3 separate regions of the Zea mays genome follow, and regions 2 and 3 are each linked to region 1. Evidence: chromatin contacts called from public Hi-C data. All regions are on one chromosome and are shown on one strand. Each heading gives the region's core, a stretch centred on a gene start, on an enhancer-like site or on the middle of the called end of the contact. The rest is flanking DNA. Distances are from core to core; before and after follow the strand shown. Region 1 holds the start of LOC103645850 (crossover junction endonuclease EME1). Region 2 holds the start of LOC100280414. Region 3 holds the start of LOC103645851 (ubiquitin carboxyl-terminal hydrolase 22).

Region 1 (2,847 bases), core at 219-2,718:
TACATTTATAGTTCCTTTTGTCTATCCAGGCTGGGGGCACCTCCATTCTATTTATTTTGATCCATTGATCAAATGGTCATAGCCGAAAAAGATACAATCCAAAATGGTCTTTATACATTGGTGCTTTATTGAATGATCTGTATATTGAAAAGCCGATGACTAACATCAGGTTTAGTTCATATGCTTTTGGTTCGTCAACCTTCACCAAAAGGCAGGGGCATATGTTGGACACCAAAAAAGCCTAGTGGACGGTCCGGCCCTGAGGCCGGACGGTCCGCGGTCCGGACAGTCCGTGGTGGTGGCGCGGACGGTCCGCGTGTACGCAGAGTCAGTTAGGGTTCCTAGTTTCTCGCGGGATTTATTACCTAAAACCACGGGATTAACTCGGAAAACAGTTTGAAGCGGATCCAGACCTCCCCTTTATATAGATGAAGGGCTACGGCCGATTGAACCCCTAACAATCGATCAAATCAAGTTTATTTCTCGTTTTTACTTTATGCATTAGGAGTAATTCTAGTTTAGTATTTCAATCCCCAAATTCTCCGCTTCTCTTCGACTCTATGTCGATTAGAGGAGTTTAGGTCGGCCTGCCGAGCCTAGACAACCCTTAGGATCTCTCCTCCCCGACGGGATCCCTTCCGGAAACGAGATCAAGCGCCGCTGGCGACCTTCGCCGCCTCTGCGCACGCGCGGACCGTCCGACACGTTAGGTAAGAAACTCAAGCTCTGCGACAGGTCGCGGACCGTCCGACTCCTGGCTGCGGACCGTTCACCTCGCAGAGGGCACCGCCGCCGATTCTTGAAAAAAAGGCGTAAACAGTCGGTGCAGAGCGGCGGGGAAGCGGGTGGCGAAGTCGCCCTCGTCACACCACTCGTCGAGCCAGAACGCAGTGGCCCTGCATTCCATAACATCGCACGAGGTGATGGCCAGGAGCGAGCTGAGCACTCGCCAGTGATCACCGAGAGAGCCTTTCAGGGTAGCGAGGCACACGCTCCTGCGGACCCAAATTGCTCAGGAGGAAGTCGCAGTGCGTAGGCGATGGAGGAGCTTCAGCAGGAGACAGGCGTTGAGAGTCTTCAGGTCCTTGACGCTTTCCTTAGTGTCACACAGCTTGTACCATGCGACCAGTCAGCGTGAGCCACCAGCGACGCCTGTCCCATACCACAAGAAGTGGCGGCGGCGACGGTCGACCGCGGCAACGGCGATGGCCACAGCTAACTCTCTACTGGTTTTCAAGAAAAGCAGAGTATCTATTTTTTTTAAAATAAAACGTCTACGCTCAAGAAACCCATAAGTCATAGCCCACGAGCGCAGCGTAGACAGCAGCTGAAACGGGTAGTGGCCCATCCGCAAGCGGAACATGGACACGGAGCTGGAGCCCTAGAGGCAACGCCCGAGTCGGGCCGATAGCCCACTAGCCTTGCAAATTTTAAAGCTACTTCCGCAGCGCCGCAGCCCGCAGGCCGCAGCGAGAGGCAGCGACACACCCTGCAGTCGGCGCCGCGGCCGGAGCCCGGATTGCCCTAACCCGCCAAACCGCTCAAAACCCGAAATCAAAATTCCCCATCTCGCCTCGGCTAGGCGAATCCGCAAACACAGCTCTGTCTATGGCGTCCTCCGTTCCCGTGGTCGACATCCTCGACGACGACGACGACGACAACACCTGCCTCGGCATCGCCTCCCCTGCCTCGTGCAAGCGGTCCCTCGGATCCTCCGGAACCTCTTCCCGCGATTTCCTCGACGCGTTCTCGCCGTCCCCGCCCCTGCGAAAGCGGCCTCCCCTCGCGGCGGTGGCCCCCATCAACCTCGACGACACCCCGTCTCCGCCTAAGCGGCGGCGCTCCTCGGTCTCCATCAACCTCGACGACACCCCGTCACCGCCAAAGCCGCGGCTCTCCTCGGTGCCCAAGCAGCCGGTCGGGGTGGACGACGACGTGGCGCTCTCACCCACTGGTGATGTTGTTGCCGACAGGCCCGATTCTATCTTTTACTGGGCCGCTTTCTCCGAGTCACCAGAGACGGTTGTGCCCACTTCTGACGGCCTCGGCAGTCTTGCTGCTGAGACTCCGGGCTTCGCCTCCCCGGACTCGGTTAGGCCACCTGCTGCCCCTGACATGTCAATGTCATCTGCTCCGCCGGCACAAAAAGGATCTGGTAAATTGTCCTCGCTTGTGGCTGCTTGCTCTCTGTGTCAACAAGAGGAATCTACTACTATTATTGTCAAGCACTGTTTTTGTTTACTTAGCACGGTTTCTTGTGTCTAATAGAGTAGAGTTGCTTCTAGTATGTTTCAGCTTACATTAAGTTAAGGTAGGTTAAAAAAGAATTGTAATGCAGCTCTTGATTTTGTGAATTATCATTGTGACTCATCATATCGGCAACTCCCATGCGGTCCTGATGGAAAAAATCACTGTTTTTACCACAATAACACTCGGTTCTAGACTCATCATGATTTGCCTACTATCTGCGACTGATAACACCTGATCCTGTTTCGCAGGAGTTACCTCTCTGATATCACTTGATAGTGACAATGAGTCAGATGATGACATCATGAACATGGAGCCTTTGACCAATTTGCCAAACAATAAGGTAAAGTCTGATTTTGTCATGGTTTCAGAAACCGCGGGACAATAAGATTGTGTTCGGTGGGGATGCAAGCGCGGACTCACTCCGAATGGTGAGCCACAGGGGGCTCAAAGCTGGATCTGAGACAGTGGGTTATATTGGTTCAGGCCGGAGCCCTAGTCTAGTGTAGTGCTGATTGTAGTATTGCAGGAGAGTGTGTTCCAACGGGTGTGCTTGTGTGGTCATGTGTTTCTCCGAAGGAGGGCCCCTGCCCTTTTACA
Region 2 (2,847 bases), core at 208-2,707, 180 kb after region 1:
GCGCATGCGAGCTCTGTGTTTGGTTGTCTGCATGTAGATTTGGATCCAGACTCGCACGATCTTTAAAGCACTTTGGGCCAGGCTCACCAGATACGAGCAGATTGGTCGCATCTCCAGAGCCAGGCTCCAGTGATCCTGGCTCACACAGCCAGGTTGGCGAGAGAAACCAACCAAACAGACCCATATAGTTGATGGCTTAGTGCATAGCTGGTGGTACACTGAATGGCCAGGCTTAATGCACTGCTATGGCTCGATGCTAATTGTAGTACTACTAGTGTTTGGTCAGTTTCCTATGCCAGGGCTTTTTGGTTGATGCAGCCGTGCCTTACCAACGAATGGGAGCATTAAGGAATGCACGATTACCAATTTAATGTGAAACTCTATGCCCCATGTATATATATGCTTTGAGTTGGCGACAGAGAGTTCCAGCAATTTTGGGAGTCATCTCAGCTGGAAATTGGCAGATTAACGCGTTGAGCAGACGCTCTGGGTGAGCATGGGGGAGAGAAAAGAAAAGGCAGCGCCGTTCTCGATCAACACGGCGGTCATACATGTATGTTTGTCTGGTCAAGAAGGAGAAGAAGAAGAAGATACGATTGCAGTAAAGAGAAGAAAAGAGAGGCGTGTGTCCATTTCGCACCGCTAAATCCATTCCCTGTTCAGTGGAGACATAATCTTTTGGGCGGCTCGTCGCTCGTGGGACAGAAGGCAATTACTGGCACGTCGTGGTTCTCTCCGGCATGGCACGAAACATATGCCCTTCAAAACCGAGGTTTGTGCTAGCACACTTGTTTCAATTTTCAAAGTGTGACCACCGGCACCAGGTCACCACATGTGACACGGCTGCAGGGAGACGACACGACGGTCAAGTAAAAGTAAAAAAAAAAAACCTGAGGCTGGCTGGCTACGCTGAGCAAACCCTGTGCCGCCCCCAAATGGAGAAGGCGCCGGCACCAGCACCAGCACCGGGCACCCAACGGGCGTTCGTGTCCGCCTATCGGATCTGGTCGCTTTGACGAAGGAACCAGCGAATGATCACTGCTACTAGCTAGCTAGGTTGTTGCGCGGCCGCGATAAGAGTAACATGACACTTGTTTTGCTTTTGTTTTTACTAGGCTTGCTGAGTGAGGTGCTGCTGATGGATCATGGATGTGGTGCGGTGCTGCCTTTTATAACCGCGCGCGCGCACCACACAACACAACAGACACCACCACGGCCCCGCGCGCGCGCGCCTCCCTCTCCCTCCTAGTCCTAGGCACACACAACACAACGCAATCCTCCACCGGCTCCGCTACCCGCGGGCGGGCGGGCGCTTTTCGCCTCCTCTGCTCCGAGCTCTCCTAGGTTGGAAGAGTCTTTGCCAAGGGGATAACAAAAGAGAAAAGTACTTGCATACCCCAACAAGGCAGCAGCGGCTGCTTTTGGCCTCCTTTTTCTCGCACCTCGCTCCTCTATTCTCTTCTCTTGTTCGTTCATCACCCGAGTTGGAGTGCGAGGCAAGAAGGAGATCGAGCCTGAGGAGGGAGGGAGCCAGGGAGGGAACTGGACGTCCGGACCACCACCACCACCACCACACACACACCAGCCTCGTACGAAGTAAGGAAGGAAGGAAGCCCAGCGCCTAGCAGCCATGTGGGACCTTAACGACTCGCCGGCCGCCGAGGCCGCCCCGCCTTCCCCGTCCGCCGACGACTCCGGCGCGTCCTCCTCGTCGGCGGCCGCGCTGGTCGAGATACCCGACGACGCGGACGACGACTCGGCCGCCGCCGCCGCGGAAGCCGTCGTCACGCGCCAGTTCTTCCCGGCCCCGGCCGCCGTCGGCGCGGCGCCCGGGCCCGGCTCGTCGAGCGCGCGCGCGGGCTGGCTTCGCCTGGCCGCCGCGGCTCCACCGCCCGCGGCGGGCGGCAGTAACGGCGTCGCGCAAACCGGTGGCCCCGCGGCGGCGGCGGCGGCGGCTGGCAAGAAGAGCCGGCGCGGGCCGCGGTCGCGCAGCTCGCAGTACCGCGGCGTCACGTTCTACCGCCGGACGGGGCGGTGGGAGTCGCACATATGGTAAGTTCCGTTGCCGCCCGCCGCCCTTTCCTTTCTCGAGGAGCTCGAGGAGAGAGACGGAGCAGGTAGCAGCAGCTCAGCTCGCGAGGGGAGGCCGGGAGGGGGGGGGGGGGGGGGGTGTTCTCTATTGGATTGGATTCCTCTTGTTTTGGGCATTTCTCGCCTCTGCTGCTTTTGCCTTTCATAGCAACATCTTATCAAAGTTTATTCTTACGAGCTGTTACCATGCCATGCTCCCTCTCTCTCTCTCTTGCTCTGTCTGTGTGTCCCCTCTCTCTCTCTCCTCCTCCTCTCTCTCTCTCACTCCCCCATGCCCTCTGCTTGTGCTTGTGCAATGCAGGGATTGCGGCAAGCAGGTCTATTTGGGTAAGTTTCGTTCATGTCCATGCATACACATCCGTACTTGGGAGAGAGGTGGGTGACTGCCCCAATCCGAGGCGTTTTCGGTTCTGGATCCCTCACAAATGGCTTGGCTTGTGGACGACTTGCAGGCGGGTTTGACACCGCTCATGCGGCGGCTCGGTAATTAAAGCCTCTTTCTCTCTCTCTGTCTTCGATTCCCATTGGCTCTCTACCCTGACTCCATGCCAAGTTCTCCGCCAATAGCAGCGGGTCTCGCCGCCGAATTGTAATAATCCGGCTGTCTGCTTTTCCCTACCAACCTCAGGGCGTACGATCGGGCGGCGATCAAGTTCCGCGGCGTGGAGGCCGACATCAATTTCAGTCTGGAGGATTACCAGGACGACATGAAGCAGGTGATTTATACTCCTATACGGAGCATGTAGCGAGAAAGAT
Region 3 (2,847 bases), core at 190-2,689, 130 kb before region 1:
TGCCATGTCATTAATCAATTGCCATGTATTGAGACGTGTCACTGTGCTCCCTTTTCTACTAGCATTGCAATAACATATAATGCTAAAAATGCCTCCCTCTTCAGTTGCACATTCTCTGTTCATTCCATTTTGTATTAAGTAGTTCCATTTGCAATTCTGCACGATCATGGTCTAGTTGAAATACAAGGCATGTAATCCAAATAGCACTGTAATGTATCTTTGCAAGCAAGAAATACAACCCAACATCTCAGGCAAGATTCTCTTTCCCACGTTACAACTCATCAAGAACCCATTTTGGCTACCATAAATATTAACTTTGCTTTCCCAATACGCTATGGATCCAGCAGAAAGGAGTAAGGCATGCTGCTATAGGCCCGAAATGGCATCAACCATTGCGATTAGCGCGCGAGATCCAGAGTCCAGACCTATATAGAAACTTGGCGGGGCTGTATGGCGTGCGGTCCCCGGAGAAGGCCGCGGAGTAGATCTCGTCGAGATCACACGCGAGGCACGCGACCCTGTCGGCGTCTGAGGCGCGGTGCCTGACGGGCGTGCGGCGCGGGCAGAGGAACCGGTTGTGGCGATCACCGAGGAAGTAGTTCCGGAGCGGGGGCGCGTGGAGGAGCGCCTGGAGCACGGAGTTCATGAAGCAGGTGTTGCCGAGGTTGTTGAGCCCCCGCAGCCCCGCCGGCGCGGAGGCTGAGGCGGAGGTGGTGGGGTCCGCGGAGGTCATGAGCGCGAACTCGGCCGGATCTGGCGCCCACGCGCGGTAATCGACGCGCCGGCGCTTGCGGAGGGCCGGGGAGGCGGAGGCGGAGGCGGAGGAGGTGGAGGTGGAGGGGAGAAGCGAGGAGGACTGGGCGAGGAAGACGGCGTGGTCGAAGTCGGGATCGTAGACCTGGTCCCCGCAGGCGGCGCAGAAGAGCTCGGCGCGGTCGACGTCGACGGCGATCTGGTGGCCGGGCCCCGCGGAGGCGGAGGCGTGCGTGGCGGCGTGGGAGGGGCAGAAGACGGCGGCGCAGGAGAGGCAGGCGTAGAGGCGGGAGGTGGGGGACGGGGACGCGGCGGAGCAGGGCGAGCAGCGCGGGAGCTCGCGCGGGTCCCGCCGGATCTCGGGGCGGCCGAGCGGGCGCACGCGCAGGCAGCGGCGGAGGAAGCGCAGCGGGCGTGAGGACAGGCGGTGCGCGGCGAGGTGCGGGCAGGGCGGTGGCACGGACGGGGTGGACATCGGGGAGGGGAGGGGACGGACCGGGGTGTGCTGTGGTGGGGACGGCGGCGGCGGGTGACGGGGTGGCCGGGTCGGGGTGGGGGTGCGGCCGGTGGAGTGTGGCAGCGTGGTGCGGGGGGAGGTGGTGGTCTGGTACTCTGGTCCGATGGCGGTGGCGGTGCGGTCGCGGGGATGGACGGATGAGTGACGCCGTGACGGTATTGGTTCACTCACTGCGCGTAGCACACTAGCACTGCGATATCGGGATCCGCTGGGTTGCTGGGGCACGGGCGCATGGCACCGAACTTCGCATGCCATTGCCTATTGGTAAAGATGGTCAAATGGGCCGCCCGGCCCGGCCCGGTCGGATGAAGTCTGGCCCGCGAGGAACGATTAGAAAACTGGGGCCGGGCCTTTTAAACCCGTGAGCTTGATTCTCTGTCCGAGCCCGACCCACAGTGGGCCTAAACGGTAGCACGAAAAAAGCGGGCCGAAAAGCACGTTTTAGTGCAAAAAAGCGGGTTTAACGTGCTTAGAGGTAAACGGGCCGTGTCGGGCTAGCCCACCGAGCCTAGTTTCCTGTCCGAGCCCGGCCCGCTTATTCGTGCCGGGCCAGCTCGGGCCCGCATAGAACCGGGCCGTGATGGGCTCGGACCGGGCCAAACAGCGAGCTTCGTGCCAGGCTCGTGGGCCTCGTGCTTATTGGCCATCTATACCCATTGGCCATTCCATCGGGTTCGATGACAGGAGCGAATCACAAAATGACTAGAGATTCTCAAAATTTTAGATGGCTCGATCTGAATTTGCAAGCCTAGAGATGACATATAAGGCTAGACTCTAGAGACATTTCCAATTTACAAGCGTTAAAAGACCACATCAAATGATACTCCTCCTAAAACTCCTCCTAAAATAGTATTTGTTTTATAGTGTTAATGAATGAAAGAGTGTTAATGAATTCATACAGTATTTGATGTATGTGTATTATATGTGTCTAGATTTATTGTTATTCATTTGAATATGGACAAAAAAAACCTAAAACAAACTATATAATAAGACAGAGTGAGTATTTCACAATATGCCAATGTGAAGTCAGTTTTGCAAATAAAAAAACGCTCTAAGGCACTGTTTGTTTACCTCTAAAATTATATATAATCTAGCTTATGAATTATATAAGTAGTTAATGATCTGCTTATGAATTATCATAATCTATATATCTAGATTATATAATCCACCTAATAATTTATGAACTTATTTTAGCTGGATTATATAATCTACAAAGGAAACAAACATGGTCTAATAATTTGTAAACTTATTTCAGCTGGATTATATAATCTACTATATAATCTACAAAGGAAACAAACATGGTCTAGGATGTGTCCCACGAATAAGTTGCAGATGGGCACAAAACTTGTGTTAAGACTTAAAACGAAATGTTTATACAACAACAAAGGTCATGTCGTGAGAAGAAGGATGATCAGCAGGTCTTCCGGATCTATCACCAAAATCAACAGTCCAGTTATATGAAAGGCTATTTGCTTGCAACAAGAAACTGCTTGCTCAAAGATAGAGGTCTAGGCCACTTTTGCCAAGCTTTACCTGGTGGGTTAGTGTAGGCCAATATTCCAAAGAAGGTCTGTTTT

What was found. A called contact is a pair of places that touch in the nucleus more often than the background predicts.
Region 2: a contact with region 1 is called in a Hi-C map of leaf, with 4 times the contacts expected there. The contact joins the promoter of LOC100280414 here to the promoter of LOC103645850 in region 1. A contact is called at or near these places in 3 of 25 Hi-C or Micro-C datasets (ear, leaf and tassel).
Region 3: a contact with region 1 is called in a Hi-C map of ear, with 3 times the contacts expected there. The contact joins the promoter of LOC103645851 here to the promoter of LOC103645850 in region 1. A contact is called at or near these places in 13 of 25 Hi-C or Micro-C datasets (ear, endosperm, leaf and 4 more) and 1 of 3 datasets of contacts at active chromatin or transcription factors (leaf).

What each region holds. Positions count from the first base shown.
Region 1 is chr2:5,899,548-5,902,394 of Zm-B73-REFERENCE-NAM-5.0, reverse strand. LOC103645850 (crossover junction endonuclease EME1) reads left to right here and starts at 1,468. Exons shown (of 12, transcript XM_008670560.2): 1 at 1,468-2,155; 2 at 2,499-2,590. The coding sequence starts at 1,609.
Region 2 is chr2:5,721,186-5,724,032 of Zm-B73-REFERENCE-NAM-5.0, reverse strand. LOC100280414 reads left to right here and starts at 1,457. Exons shown (of 10, transcript NM_001153337.1): 1 at 1,457-2,052; 2 at 2,393-2,418; 3 at 2,544-2,574; 4 at 2,720-2,807. The coding sequence starts at 1,631.
Region 3 is chr2:6,032,552-6,035,398 of Zm-B73-REFERENCE-NAM-5.0, reverse strand. It overlaps LOC103645851 (ubiquitin carboxyl-terminal hydrolase 22), which reads right to left and starts at 1,439. Exons shown (of 3, transcript NM_001353358.1): 1 at 426-1,439. The coding sequence starts at 1,228.